Linked DNA regions of Pan troglodytes: region 2 is linked to region 1. A link is a contact called in public capture Hi-C data. All regions are on one chromosome and are shown on one strand. Each heading gives the region's core, a stretch centred on a gene start, on an enhancer-like site or on the middle of the called end of the contact. The rest is flanking DNA. Distances are from core to core; before and after follow the strand shown.

Region 1 (7,104 bases), core at 2,858-5,357:
GACCTTCTTCTGCAGAGAGCAAGACAGGTTAAGAGATATAATTATGACTTTGCAAACTCTCTCCCAAGCGCGTGAGACGCGCTGACAGGTCTGCGCGCGGCTGCGCCTGGCTCCGCTCGCTCCAAGGGGAGACGCTTTGTCTGCAGGGCCCGTTAAAGAGACATGGTCCCTTTCCCCCCCCTCGGCCTACACTGCAATTTAACTGTCAGCCGCATTCTCGCTCCGGGATCAGTGTCTGAGTCCCACGCGAGGGTGGGGGTTGGGGTGAAAGAGGGGGACCGGACTTGGAGGAGGGGGATAGGAGGACAGCGAGGGGCTGACCTGTCAAACACTGTCCATGGAACCCGGAGCTGGGCTTTCAAATCTGTTCCTTCGGGAACTCCTTGAGGTCCCGTCTACACAGCAGGGTCCAGGAGGGGCAGTGATGAGGAGCGAGGGGTTGGGAGTAGGGGAACGACTCAGGCAGCGCAGATTTATCACCCTCTCCAAAGTGGCGCTTTTTGAAGGACCCAAGAGGAAAGGATTCCTTCCTGCCATAATTGCTGGGTTTCAGCTGGCAAAAAGGAACCGATTTAGGAAGCTGGGAAGAGATGGTGGCGGTGGTGTTCATGTCTACTTTTTTTCTACTTTTAAAGAAAACTTCTTTAAAAAGAAAACTACAATGGGGGAAAAAATCCCCATATGACGCCCGGGTAGGGAATCTTTGAGGAAAGTGGAATTCTCCCGAGCTTACATCTTGCCCCTTCACGAAAGTGCGAGAAGGGAATCTCTAATGCGGTGTATACGTGTGTGCAGCGGGAGGAGTGGAGGCCAGCGAGCGGCCCCGTACTGAACTGGTATTGATTGCAGCTCGGGTGGACAGACTGCGGGAAAGTCAGGGCCTGGAGCTCCAGAGGTGTTGGAGCCCCGGCAGCAGAAGAGCTGCGCAGTGCTGCCGCGCAGAGGGACCCGGAGAGCGGGCTGGGAAGTCTAGGCGAGTGCGCACGGGTGTGAGCATCGCTCCAGGGAGAGCGCTCGGCTCCCAATCCCGCGAAGTAATTGGGAGCTGGAAAGCTCAGGCAGGGACGCAGGGAGACTGCACTTAAGCCGTCAGACACTCTTATCCCGCGAAAAGGAGCTGGGAATAAAGAGGACAGGAAGCCCGCGTGGTCCGCGTCTTCGCCTGCCCCCGACTCTCTCGAAGCCAATCGGAGCTTTACGCCTGGCACATCCTACCGCCTTCGGTGCGGCCCAGCGTTGCGATGCAGGAATTCGGAGGAAGCGGGTGCGCCGCCGCTCCTCCCAACACTCTGGGCACCGAGGCTCGAGCACCCTCATCCCCAGTGGTGGCCTGGAGGACGCTGGCCACGTGTCCTAGAAGAGGGGTGAGGCCATGGAAAGTCCCGAGGCCCCTGCAACTGGCTAGGCGCCCCCTACCACCCCTCCCCCCGCCACACGGCGTAGCTACCCCATCTCCAGTGGTGAGGCCCTCTTGCCGAGGTCCCAGGATTTCTTCGCTCTGCGCCCGGGACTGTTTCTGACTCCTTCCCGCTTTGCGCACGCACGTGCAGCCACCGCGACTCTCTCGAGTCATTCGCGCAGCCGTACAAACGAGGGTGGCGCTGTCGCGTCCTGCGTGGACTACGCGCAGGGCTGCGTTTCCTCGAAGTGAAGTTTGGACGCGAATGGGGTCAACTGCATCCGCCGGTCGGCTCACTCTGCTGGTCCCGGACGCAGGCTTCTCTGCCGCGGAAGATCCAGGGAAAACTAGCTCCCGCACCAGGAGCGAGGCTCGCCTGGTCTGTCCAGGTGGACACCCCCACTCAGCATAAGCTACCCCTTCACCCTCTGTGGGCCCACGGTGGCCACACCGTGCCGGATCAGGTCAGGCCTTCCGCAGTGGCGCCCGTAGTTGTCCCGGCCGCACCCTGCAGGGTGAGCAGGGGTCCTATCTGGAAGCAGCCCCCCACGCCCGATCCACTAGGGGATAGTTCGCTAAGGCAGGTTTCTGTCGTTCCCAGTCCTTTTTTTTTTCTTGGTGTTGAGTGATCCCAGCGCGCGGTCGCCGCAGGGAAGCGTTGCTCGCAGGAGCCCGGTGGCCTCGAGGGCGCAGGAGGGCTGGGGATCCCAGGGTGGCGGTTCGTGATGGGGCCGAGACCGCTGTGGGGAGGGGGCAGGAAGGGCGCCGAGGACCGCTGGCGGAGGTCCCGGCCCGGTGGGGGGCGCTGGGGATGGCGGGCGCAGGCCCAGCGCGCCGACGGCGGGGTCAGGGGCGAAGGGGCAGGCGGAGGGCAGCGCGCGGGGAGCCGGCGCGGCGGCTCGGGTTACCGCGGCCCGACCCTGCCACCCGCAGCTCCGGCGCGGGGGCTGGGGCGGACTCCGGCCGTACCCCGCTGTTTGCATTTCTCTGGCAGGCGGCGGAGCTTGGGTTGAAAGGAATCGCCTTCATTTGGAACGTTGTTTATTTTTCTTAACTAGCCAGCGCCGACGGACGACCCCGCGAGCACGGCGGCCGGACCCGGCCGATCCAGCGCTAGGAAGGGGTCGGGACTGGGGGCGGCCAGGCGAGGTGGTGCTGCGAGCGCCCGCACTGGGAATGTGCCCCGGTGCCCCAGCGGCCGGGATGGGGGAAGGGTCGTGGCGGGCCCAAGGACTTTCTACCACGTAGGAAAACAGACTTTCTCCTGCCAGAGTTATCATACCTTAGCTTTGACCTTGCCTGAGCCGGGGCAGCGAAGTGGTTAAGCTCTTTGGGTTTGGTGTTTGGTCGCCTTGGGTTTCAGTTTCTCCTCCTCGGTTTTTAGCTCCACGACCTTGGTCAAGTCACCTTTGTGACTCAGTTTCCTCGACTCTCAAATGGGTATAGTATGGTGCTTTGCTCCTTGAGTTGCTGTCAGGATTAGATGAGACAATGCACCCTAGCGCAGGAGATGGAACTTGCCAAGAGCTTAGGAGACGTCAATTCATTTTGTGGGGGCTGTGGCGCAGGGTAGGTGGGGTGGGGGTAGCCAGCAAGCGTGGGGCCCACAGAGAAGGGGCTTGAGCTGGAAACCCATGACTCCCAAGCTCTGGGGAAGGTGCGGGCTGGGGAGAGTTCTGAGCGTTTTGACATGAAATGAATAAAATGCAAATGATATTCAAAGCAAGATGCTAATGAGGATCTATTCTTTGAGCGTCCACAGCCCCGGCAGTGCCCATAATAGTGGCGGGGCTGGTGTGAACTCGAGGATGGGCAGGGCCCTGCAGTGTCTCGAGTGTGTGTGTGTGTGTGTGTGTGCGTGTCAGCGCGCGCCTCCTCCGGAATGTGCGTAGCCGGCTCCGGGTGTGCTCGCGCCGACATGAAAATGAGGTCAGGGAAGGTCGTTCCACTCTGCAGCATAAATCAAGGAGGAAAGGAGAATGGATGTGAGAGACAGTCCCCGGAGACCGCCCCGAGAGAGGCAGAGCGAGGGAAGAAGGAGGAGAGAAAAGTTCTGCGTAGAATAGGCGAGAAGCGGGCCCAGGCGCTCTCCCTCCCCGAGCTTCCGGCCCCGATGGCTGAGCCGCGGCAACACCGCGTCCTTAAGCCCCCATCTCCTCCCCCATCTCCTAAACCTTTAACTCTTTTTTCTTTCTTTGCCCTCAAACTTAAATGTTCCTCCTCTAAGCGCTCTTTGTGTGAACAGTGAAGCTCCTGCCCCCAGCCTCCCCGGGAACGTGTAAGTGCCCACGCGCACACACCAGTCGCACGCGCAATCGCACACTTGTTACACGAGTGCTCAAGCCGGGGCTCGCGGGGGAGTCCTGCGGAGATCAGAATAAAATGTTCCAGAGAGGGCTGCTTTCCGCCGTCCCCCTGCCCGGCTACTGCGGCCCGGGCGCGTGCTTTCTCCACGCAGTCCGCGTCTGTGGCCTCCCCAACACTCTGCTACCGTCGTCCCCCGGGCTCTTCCTGCTCTTCGCCCTCCGCCGGCCGCCCAAGGAACGCGCAGCTCCAAGCCAGTACTTCCCTGTGCGCTGTCCTGAGACTCCGCTGGGGATATCCGGCTGCCCTAGGCCGGAACACAGGCACAAGTCCGGGGCGATCGCTCTCTGGGGAAGCAGGGACAGCGTCCCAGAGCCCAGGGTGAGAGAGGGAGAGGGATGTCGGTCTAACTACCCAGCATCTTCAAGACACCAGGACACTAGGACCAGAGGGAAGGATGCAGGGAGCAGGGCTGGGGAAGAGGAAGCAGTGCATAGAGGAGGCTGTCCCGTGTCTCTCTCTCTCTCTCTCTCTCTCTCTCTCTCTCTGTGTGTGTGTGTGGGTTCCTGTTGCCACTCCAAGAATGGGGAGAAAGCAATGAAGAGATGAGCTGCGCCTACGGTCTGTGCTCTGGGCCCAGATCAGACTTACCTGCTGCCGTATTCTCTTCACCACAATGAATAACAGCAACAAGATGATGCCGAATGCCACACAGTAGGCACAAAATAAGCGCACAATACATATTGAATTAAATTTACCAACAGCTGTCACTATCACGATCCTTCCTGAGCCTCCACAGTATGTAGATTAATTAAGTCATTCACTCATTCCACAAATATTTAGCAAGTGCCTATTAAATGACTGAGAAACAGGAAGACAAGATCCCATCCCTCAGGACGCTTATACATTCCTGGGTCAGAAAGACAGGAAACAGATAAACACAGTCACACAACATGGTATCAGGCAGGATAGCCCTTTGTGCTGTGAAGGAAAGATGAAGTGGGCCAGAGAGGAACTTGGGGAGGAGACAGAGACCCAGAAGAGAATGAGCCGTGCAGACTTCTGAAAGGGCAGGGTCCCCGCGGAGGGAACTGCAAATGCAGTGGCCTAAGATGTGGAAAGTGCCTGGAATGGAGCTCAAAAAGGAGGAGAGAGGGTGGAGGTGAAAGGGAGGGTCAATGGAAAGTCAGGAGGGTCAGATTCTGTAGTGTTTTGTAGGCCATGATGAGGGAGAGAGTGTCTTGAATTATATACTAGGTGTGATGGGAAGCCAGTGGATTTTTTTTTTTTTTTTAGATGGAGTCTCACTGTCTCCCAGGCTGGAGTGCAGTGGGGCAGTCTCGGCTCACTGCAGCCTCCACCTCCTGGGTTCAAGTGATTATCCTGCCTCAGCCTTCCCAAGTAGTTGGGATTACAGGCACCCGCCACCAGGCCCGGCATTTTTTTTAACAAAATTTTTTTTCAGTAGAGACGGATTTCACCATCTTGGCCAAGCTGGTCTCAAACTCCTGACCTCAAGTGATGCTCCCATCTCAGCCTACCAAAGTGCTGGGATTAGAGGCATGAGCCACCGTGCCGGGCTGGAATATTTTTTAAAAAAGAGAACGATGTGGGCCAAGTGTGGTGGTTCATGCCTGTAAACCCAGCACTTTGGGTGGCCAAGGTGGGAGGATCACCAGCCTGGGCAATCTAAGGAAATCCCATCTTTACAAAAACTAAAAGGTTAGCAGTCATGGTGGTGCGCATCTGTAGTCCTAGCTATACTGAGGAGGCTCAGGTGGGAGGATCGCTTGAGCCCAGGAGGTCAAGGCTGCAGTGACCTGTGATCGTGCCACTGCATTCAGCCTGGGCAATGGTAAAACCCTGTCAAAAAAATGCAATTTTTGTTTTCAAAAACGATAAACAAAGACTAGAGAATTTAATTTATCCATGGGTTTCAGGTTTGAGTATATATGTTTTTTTATTTTTGAGACGGAGTCTTGCTCTGTCGCCCAGGCTGGAGTGCAGTGGCACAATCTCGGCTCCCTGCAACCTCCGCCTTCCAGGTTCAAGCGATTCTCCTGCCTCAGCCTCCCGAGTAGCTGGGACTACAGGCACCCACCACCACGGTGGGCTGATTTTTGTATTTTTAGTAGAGACAGGGTTTCACCATGTTGTCCAAGCTGGTCTTGTACTCCTGACCTCAGGTGATCCGCCCGCCTGGGCCTCCCAAAGTGCTGGGATTACAGGCGTGAGCCACCGCGCCCGGCCCAGGTTTGAGTATTTCTTAATCAATGATCTCCAAATGTTTCCCAGTCCAATGCGTTAAATATGAACACTTAGGCAAGATTGCTCCGGAAGGCCCGGGAAATACTTGACCGGCTTATGCCCCTCCCACTCCTACTTTTGAGGAAGGTGCCCGGAATGGGACATGGATAGGGTCCCGGAATTGGCCTCCTCCGGAATCGGAATCTGAGCGAGGACTTCGGGATCCCCAGCCTGAGGACCTCCGGCGTTTCCACTCCCTGGCTCCCCGTCCCACCTGTTGCCTTTGCTATGCCTACCCTGGTTCTTTTTCGGGCTGTGGAGACAGCGTGGGCAACTCCAGCGCAAGAAGGTAAGATCCGGTGTCTCTCTGACGCTCCAATTCCGCTGCTCCTTAGGCGGAGGAATTCTCTCCTTTCCCCCAGTGAGTCTAGTTGTGGGCAAAGCAGGCTCCGTGGTCCCACACCGCCTCCTGGTGGTTATAAAGGATACTGCAGCCGGGGTTGATACAAGATACAGAACTTTTCCAGCGCCGACAGGGGGCGCAGGAAAAGGCTTACGGATTGCCTGGCAGGTGCCAGGTGTTTTGCACGGCGTCTCACTTACTTTATTTAATCAATAGAGTAACTCCAGAAGAGAGAACTGTCATTTCCCATACTATCTAGATAAGGAAATTGGGGCCAAGAGAGGCAATGCACTTCGATTAAGAACATACAGCTAGTAAAATTGCAGAGTGATTCTCTCACATTCACACCATTTCTTGGTGCACAGAGTGTGAGAAGAGTAAAATATTGGCTTCCATCCTAGGCCAGGAGCTCTCCCTCTCCTTGGCTCTGAAGAATCATCTAGAAAATACCTTTAGCTGATGTACTGAGCTCCCAAATTAGTCTCTGGGAATGTTCCAAGGTCCTTTCTCATTCTCCATTTGAGCCCATTTCAGATGGGTTCATGGGCCTGCAGGTTGAGACCGGTTCAGGGACAGCTAGGTAACTCTATCATGCATGTTGCATGGATGGGGAGTTAGAGGTCTCTGTCCTTTCTCTGAGATTCAGGCTCCTTGAGCAATCTTATCCCTGAAGGTGAAGAACAAGGTGCTTTGTTCTGAGTGGGGCACTCCTGCGACCTCAGATACTCAGACAGAACAAAAGAAGAGCATG
Region 2 (7,243 bases), core at 969-3,468, 300 kb before region 1:
AATTACACCCTGTCTTGCTGTATTTTGGCAGGCCTGGTGGGAGAGTGGGGGCTCAATCACCACTGGCGGGGGCACCCCCCACCCAGCACGGGACTGACAGCCAGAGATACCCACTTCCACCCAGCCAGGCCCCTCGACTTCAGCCTCACCTAGAATGAGGGGCCTGGGCACAGCCCCCTTGCCCCATGCACACATGGCATGCAAAACACATAGTCACACATGCCACAGTCAGACCATTGTGCACCCCCACCCCCACTCCACACATAACTCCACAGCCTGGGCACTCCCCCGGTATGCACAAAGCACACGCATAGACACACACACACACATGCACACTCACCCGTTATGCTCCCCCATACACTTCTACACTCTGCAGATACACACTGCTCCATATACACAGCCTGCACAGCACAGACACATGCACGTGCACACAAATACATTCTCAAAGAGCACACACACGTGGAGCGCCTACTGTGCTCTATGAGCTCTATGTCTGCCAACTCTACTCCCAACTCTTCTGAAATAGGTGTTATTCTCATTTGATGACACAGAAACTGAGTCTTGGGAGATTTAGCAACTTGTATAAGATCACACAGCTAGGCAGTGACAGAGACAGGACTGGAATCCAGCTGTTTTTACTTTGCAACCTTTCCAGCCCCCATATTTCCTCCTATGTATGCATGCATATACACCTCTCACTGCACAAACACACGCATGCATGCACATGTGCACAGTCATCACCCACAGATCACGTAGATCCTCTGTGCACCCAAAGACGCATACAAAGGCATTGTTCAAATACCTACGCATTGCTGACACACATATGCAAGGTGTGCTTGGTGTGTACACACAGATGTGCACTTGTGTCACATGGTGTTTGCACCCCTCACATGTGGTGAGCAGGATATCATGGAGAAGGAAGCCTAGATTCCTACATGGGGAACTAGGCATATAGCCTCTCCAGGCTTCGGCATCTCAATCTCTAAAGAAGGGGAAATAAACACTACTCCACTTCCCTCCCCAGCACTTAACTGTTGTTAAGGCAGAATGACAGCCACACAAAGGACTGTGACGTGCCCTCCTACAAACCCCCGGCAGAATCACACACTGGGTGCACGTATATGCATTGTATGAGTGTGCATGCACTGTCCAAGTGGCGTCTAAGCTCTCTGTACATACAACATTGTATTTAGACACATCTCTGCACACACACTGTACACATGCTGTGAATACACATCACAGCACCTGTGCAGTACCCTAAGTGTACCTGCCAGTGAAACTGGAAACCCCACAAAGCCCGTGGGTACTTGTCATGTGTATATACTACATCCCTTCCTCCTCCCCCCCAAAAATATGTATCAATTCTATGATTACGGTAGAGGTTAAAAGTATAGACTTTGGCGTTTGACCGCCTGGGCTCTGCATCACTTTATTTGCTGTGTGACGTCAGGCAAATTACTTAACCTCTCTGTGCCTCATTGTCTTCCTCTGTTAAATGGGGATAATAAGAGTGCCTCTGCCTCAAGGGATGCTGTCAGATTAAATGAGTTGACAGATGTAAAGCACTTAGTGCCTGGCACGTAGTAAGCCCCAGTGAGTGTTGTGATAAGGTGTACAACTACAACAAAGGAACATACCTCGGGGTGTGGCAAGCACCAAGGAGCAGGCAGTGGAAGGCAGAGGAGGGAACACTCATATACGGCTGGGGCAGTCAAGGAGGGCCTCCTGTAGGAAGCGGGATTAGGGCTGAGCCTTGAAAGACTGTAGTTTCGTTTACTGAGTTCCTGCTCTGTGTCAGGCCCTGTGCTACGTGCTTTATATGAATTATCCCAGTGAGCCTTCTGCGAACCCTGGGAGGTGACCATGGTTATGTCCATGTTAGAGATGAGGAGGAAAAGGTGCAGAGAGACTCGGTAACTCGTCCAAGGACAACAAGGGCCTAGATAAGAGAAGGAGAAGAGGCACAGGAATTCCAGGCGGGATGTGCAGCTTGTGTTAGAAATAGAGCAACAGATGGGAAACACACCCAGAGGGCCTTCCTTGCTACACTGTCATAGTTTCCAGTTAATGAGAAGGGGGTGAGCATCTGGAGGGGGGGCTGACCTAATTGCTGTGTCTCTTGCAGTGACAACAGGGACCTGTGGGGGATGGGAGCGGCTGGCACTGCCCACAGCATGCTCAGGGCAGGGGCCAGAGCTGGGCATCTGATTCACCTCCCTTGCCCCCTCTCCCACCAAGAGCCAGGGCCTGACCCAGTTCGGGAAGAGGTGGGTGCTCCCGCTTAGGCCCTGGAGACCAGGCCTGGATCCCTGGAAAGGGACCTGGACAGGTGAGAAGCATGGAGGAGTTGGTGAGGGGTCAGTGAGCAAATCTCTGCCCACTCCACCCTGAAGCCAGCACCGCCGCACCCCAGGGCTGGTTCCTGGAGATGCCTACATGAGGAATAAGCTGTGGGCCAGGAGCTGAGGCTCCCCTCAAACCGGCCTTAATATCCCTGTTGCCTCATGTCCATTAAACTGTGCAGGGCCTGACAAGCTCATTCACCACCCCTTGAAGAGATCATAGATTTTTTCCCCTCAGTGTTTTTCATGGGCTGTTCCTATTTGTAGTGCAGTTCTTGACATTCAGCAAACAGCTCCCCACAAATAGCCTCCTGTCCCCCAACCCCACAAATAGCCTCCTGTCCCCCAACCCCACAAATAACCTCTAGCCCTCCTCACCCACACACCCACCCTTTTATCTTGCTAGCATAGAGAAGGTGGGGGGCTAGGTGGGGAAGGAGGGGAAGGGCCATGGCTTCCGAGGCCCGGGACGTGGGTTGGCATCCCACCTCCTCCCCTTCCTAGTGTCGGGGCTTGGGGAAGTCCTCCACCCTTATCTCTGTGCCTTTGTTTTTTCCTCTTTGGTCAGGTGGGGACAACAAGGCAGCCTCCCAGGCTGGGGTGTCTCTAGGGTTGGTGTGAATCACATCCAGCAAAGCACTTGGCCCATGCTGGGGTGGGGGTGTTACCCAAGGAGGGATCACAGCATTTATTGTCCAGATCAGGAGACTCTGAAAGTGGAAGGGGACACTATTAAAGATCACACCAGGGCAACACATGACAACTGGGACTGTCTTGGGAGCAGCAAGATGAGTGATCACTGGTCTATGAAGTGTCTGTAGCCTTTCTGTCCATCCTGCCTGGTGGGATGGGCTGGGGCGTCTGTGTACACACATGGAATGGCTAGGGCTGGGCCACCTTGGGGAAGCAGAACAGGCTGGGTGCGGAGGTGTATAGAGAGGTGGGAGCAGTCTCAGGAGCCGGAGGTGACATCCTAGACACAAGGAAGGTGGAGCTGTTGGGAGTGGCCCCCAAGCCTAGACAGAGGAGAGGAAATCTGAGGGTGGGAGAGTAGAGTGGGGGGACTCAAATCTGCAGACAGGCTTGGAGGTATGAACAACCTCCATTCCAGATCACAGTGACAGCCGCCCTCGTGGAGCACCTGCTTGGCAAAGAAGGCACTGCTCTGAGTACTTTTCATGCATTTGCTCATCCAATCCCCACAACAAGCCTATGGAGAGGGTACTATCCTTGTCTCCATTGTACAGAGGAGGAAACTGAGGCACAGAGGGGTTGAGTAACTCGCCCAACGCCACACTGCTAGGAAGGAAAGAGCTGAAATTTGAGCCCAGGCAGCCTGCTCCTGTTCCCTGGGGGCCCTCCCTTCTCCTGGCTCTGCAGAGAAGTTAAGCTGTGTTGCTGGGGGGCAGATGGCTCCATGGAAGGGGCAAGTCCCCTTCCCAGCCCAGGTCCCAGTTTCCAACACTGTGGGACCCGGGAAATTCTGCAGGAGGCTGCCGGGCCAGGGGAGAGCAGCTTGGCTTTGGAGAAGACCTGCTTGGACCTGGCTCCACCCCTCACTCGCAGTGTGAACCTCCTGGGTATATTTCTCAATTTTGTGGAGCCGGTCTCCTCAATGTGGAAGAGGCCTGTTCCGTTGGGCATCGGGAGGTTCAATATTCTCAGCTGTGGGAGGCGACTGGCGTGAGGCGGGCCTTTCGAGAAGGCTGGTTCCCTCTCACTCTCTGAGCTGGGCCTGTCCTGGGCTCCCCTCACCTCAGGGAGGAAGAAACTCAGCGCTCTGGAACACCTGCTTTACTCCTCATCTTGGCCAGGGGTTTGAAGGAGGAGGGCTGCAAAGGCCAGGATCCAAGGCGCTCAGTGATCATTTGTGTCACGATTATGGAAGGGCAGCTAGCTTCAGGCCAGGGTGGTGAGTGCTATTCCAGCTGAGGCTCTGGAGCAGGCTGGGCTCAGGCACTGGGCTGGGTGATGAGGTTGCCACCAACTCTGCGCCCCTCAGGTACCTTAGCTGGTAGGTCCTAGGAAAGGGGTGGGGGACAGAGGGGACTGCCTCCTAATGAACAATTAGTGTCTGCTGCGTGGCTAATCATGTGGTTCCGTGTAATTAAGAAGTTAATTAGTGCTGTGTCAATTAAGGTTTAATTAGTCCCCTCTTCAGAGAAGCCTGAAAGACCCTCCTGCTGGAAGCTTCTGGAATGGAAGGTGGGGGAGCGGGAGGCAGATGGAAGAGGGGACAGTGGGTGTGGAGGGGGCCCCACTTCCTTTTGTGCCCCTCCCAGTTCTGGGATCAGTGACTTGCTGCCCCCAGCCCCACCCGACTGGCCCTGGTCATGACGACTTTGGGGCCCTACAAGGCTCTCTTCTACCACCAGGGCTTGCTCACCCCAGAGTGATGCTACCCTGTGGTGTTCTTGTGGAAGGCCCTCTTAAGCCACTGCACCTGGTTCTCTACATCTGCTTTTGGGTAACTTTCTTTTTCTTTTCTTTTCTTTTCTTTTTTTTTTTTTTTTGAGACAGAGTTTTGCTCTTGTTGTCCAGGCTGGAGTGCAATGGCGTGATCTTGGCTCACTGCAACCTCCGCCTCCCAGGTTCAAGCGATTCTCTGCCTCAGCCTTCCCGAGTAGCTGGGATTATAGGCATGTGCCACCACGCCTGGCTAATTTTGTATTTTTAGTAGAGACGGGGTTTCTCCATGTTGGTCAGGCTGGTCTCGGACTCCTGACCTCAAGTGATCCACCCACCTCGGCCTCCCAAAGTGCTGGGATTACAGGCGTGAGCCACCATGCCTGGCCGTCCCTAGTCTTTTTACCACTCCCTTCGTCCATGATGGACATCATTGAACGTAAGACTTTCAAGCACATCTTGGATAATTTCTTTAGGACATGACTAAGAGAAAAGATGAGGCTTTTGGTTTGATCTTCTACTAACCCCCCTCTGCCCTTGCCATCTAATCAGAGTTGCTTGGGGCCATCGCTGCCCTGACGGCCTCTTTTCTGTAGTGTCTGTTCAACCTGCTGCAGCCGCCTCATGCCTGCTTCTTCTGCTTTTCATCTTTTTACTCTTGATGGTATTATGAGCACAAATTGGCTCCACCTTCCAGGAAGTTCTGACCTGGACAGTTCCCTGGTGCTTCCGCGAGGAAACCCACAATCCTTGGTGGTCCCTGTGTCACATCCCCAGCCTGGCCGTTGGCTACTTCTCTGAGTTCCCCCAATCATTCAGCTGAACAAGGCTCCTCTCCTGTCCAGAGGTGCCCATCTCTGACCTTCTGCAACTGCTTCTGTTGGATTTTCCTCTGAACTCCAAATTTCCCAAACCAAACACCAGCTGCTCCATGAAACTTTTCCTGATTCCCTCCTCTCAGAGGGATGTTTTCCAACTTCAGAACAAAGGATGAAGAAGGCTGGTAGAGATTATGCCTCCTGCTTGACTTCCTGCCAGGTGTTGGCGGGATGGCATTGCTGGGCCATGGCAGCGTGTGGTCAGTGAGGGTTGTGCAGTAAGCCCCCTACTCTCTGAATGGAAGGAGGCACTCAGCACCGTCACTCTGACCCAGAGCCGTCCTTGCACTTCAACAATCATTTCTAAGCATTTTCTGAATGCCAGGCCCTGACCTAGATCAGGAAACAGACAGATGAATAAGACTAAACCTTGCCTACAGTTTAGTAAACAGCCCCTTAGGAAGCAACGTGGGGAGTGCCTGGGGCTCCTGGGAATGCAAAGAAGAGGCCCCCAGCACCACCTCCAAGGTGGGCACTGCTGGTGTGACTGGCACAAGCCTTCGTCTCCCTCCTCCCATCCCCCAACCCCAAAGGGGTAGCAGGAAGACCCACTGGGGGAGGGAAGCAGAGAGATTTGGCTCGAGGAGGGAGGAAATGAAATGGAGAACAGAGATAATTGTTCCCATTTGGCAACTTTTTCTAATTAGGGACCAATTATGTCCTTGGGTACCTAATCGGGGACCTGGTAGATTCTCTAATTTGCTAGGTAATTACTGGCCGGTAGTTCTACCAGCATGAAATTTGGGGGAAAAATACATGATCACAACAATTGAATTTTCTCTGTTTCAGACGCTTTGCCCAGAAGACAAGCTGGGTGCTCTGAGCTCTCTTTTGCCTCTGTTAACACCGCCTCCCGCCACCTGTCTCTCCTCAGGCTTCCACTGGGCTGTGTGCCCTTCCTGGTCGCTGAGCTCCAGGAGCTGGCAATCTAGCTGGAAACCATCAGCCAACACCACAGGGATATGGGGACATCTGTGTTTTTGTCTCCCGCGAATTCATCCAGCTTTTGGTAACATGGAATTACTAGGTGTGGGAAACTGTTCTAGGTAACACACATACACAGGCACAGACAGCTTTATTAAATTCCACAACCCACTGATATGGGCATCATTGTTAATCCCATTTTACAGATGAGAAAACTGAGGTACTAAGAGGTCAAGTTAAATATAGGAATTTACCCTAAAGAAATGATCCAAGATGTGCTTGAAGGTTTTATGTTCAAGGATGTCCATCGTGGTGTCATTTACAACGTCCAACACAATCGGAGCTGGGGCAGATAGTCCGACCTTGAGTGCTCACACACTATTCCATATTGTACCTTTCCATTAAATTGCTCTGCCTCAGTTCTTCTCTTTGAAATCATTCCTAACCACAATGCAATACCACCTTACTCCTGCAAGAATGGCCATTATCGAAAAATTAAAAAATAATCAAAGTTGGCGTGGATGTGGTGAAAAGGGAACATTTTACACTGTGGGTGAGAATGTAAACTAGTACAACCACTATGGAAAACGGTGTGGAGATTCCTTAAAGAACTGAAAGAACTGGCTGGGTGCAGTGGCTCATGCTTGTAATCCCAGCATTTTGGGAGGCTAAGGTGGGTGGATCACAAGGTCA

What was found. Capture Hi-C pulls out chosen DNA fragments and counts their contacts.
Region 2: a contact with region 1 is called in a capture Hi-C map of stem cell-derived neural stem cells, with 5 times the contacts expected there. The contact joins two enhancer-like sites. A contact is called at or near these places in 4 of 7 Hi-C or Micro-C datasets (blood, induced pluripotent stem cells and stem cell-derived neural progenitor cells), 1 of 1 datasets of contacts at active chromatin or transcription factors (stem cell-derived excitatory neurons) and 1 of 1 other capture datasets (stem cell-derived neural stem cells).

What each region holds. Positions count from the first base shown.
Region 1 is chr5:47,253,949-47,261,052 of NHGRI_mPanTro3-v2.0_pri, reverse strand. No RefSeq gene overlaps it. Among named protein-coding and RNA genes, the nearest start is that of NCR2, 36 kb to the right of the region's middle. Within about 2 kb of position 4,107, at least 1 of the 24 cell types and tissues checked has an H3K27ac peak or open chromatin away from gene starts, as enhancers often do. A contact at or near this core is called in stem cell-derived neural stem cells, where this site is marked.
Region 2 is chr5:47,555,771-47,563,013 of NHGRI_mPanTro3-v2.0_pri, reverse strand. No RefSeq gene overlaps it. Among named protein-coding and RNA genes, the nearest start is that of MDFI, 37 kb to the right of the region's middle. Within about 2 kb of position 2,218, at least 1 of the 24 cell types and tissues checked has an H3K27ac peak or open chromatin away from gene starts, as enhancers often do. A contact at or near this core is called in stem cell-derived neural stem cells, where this site is marked.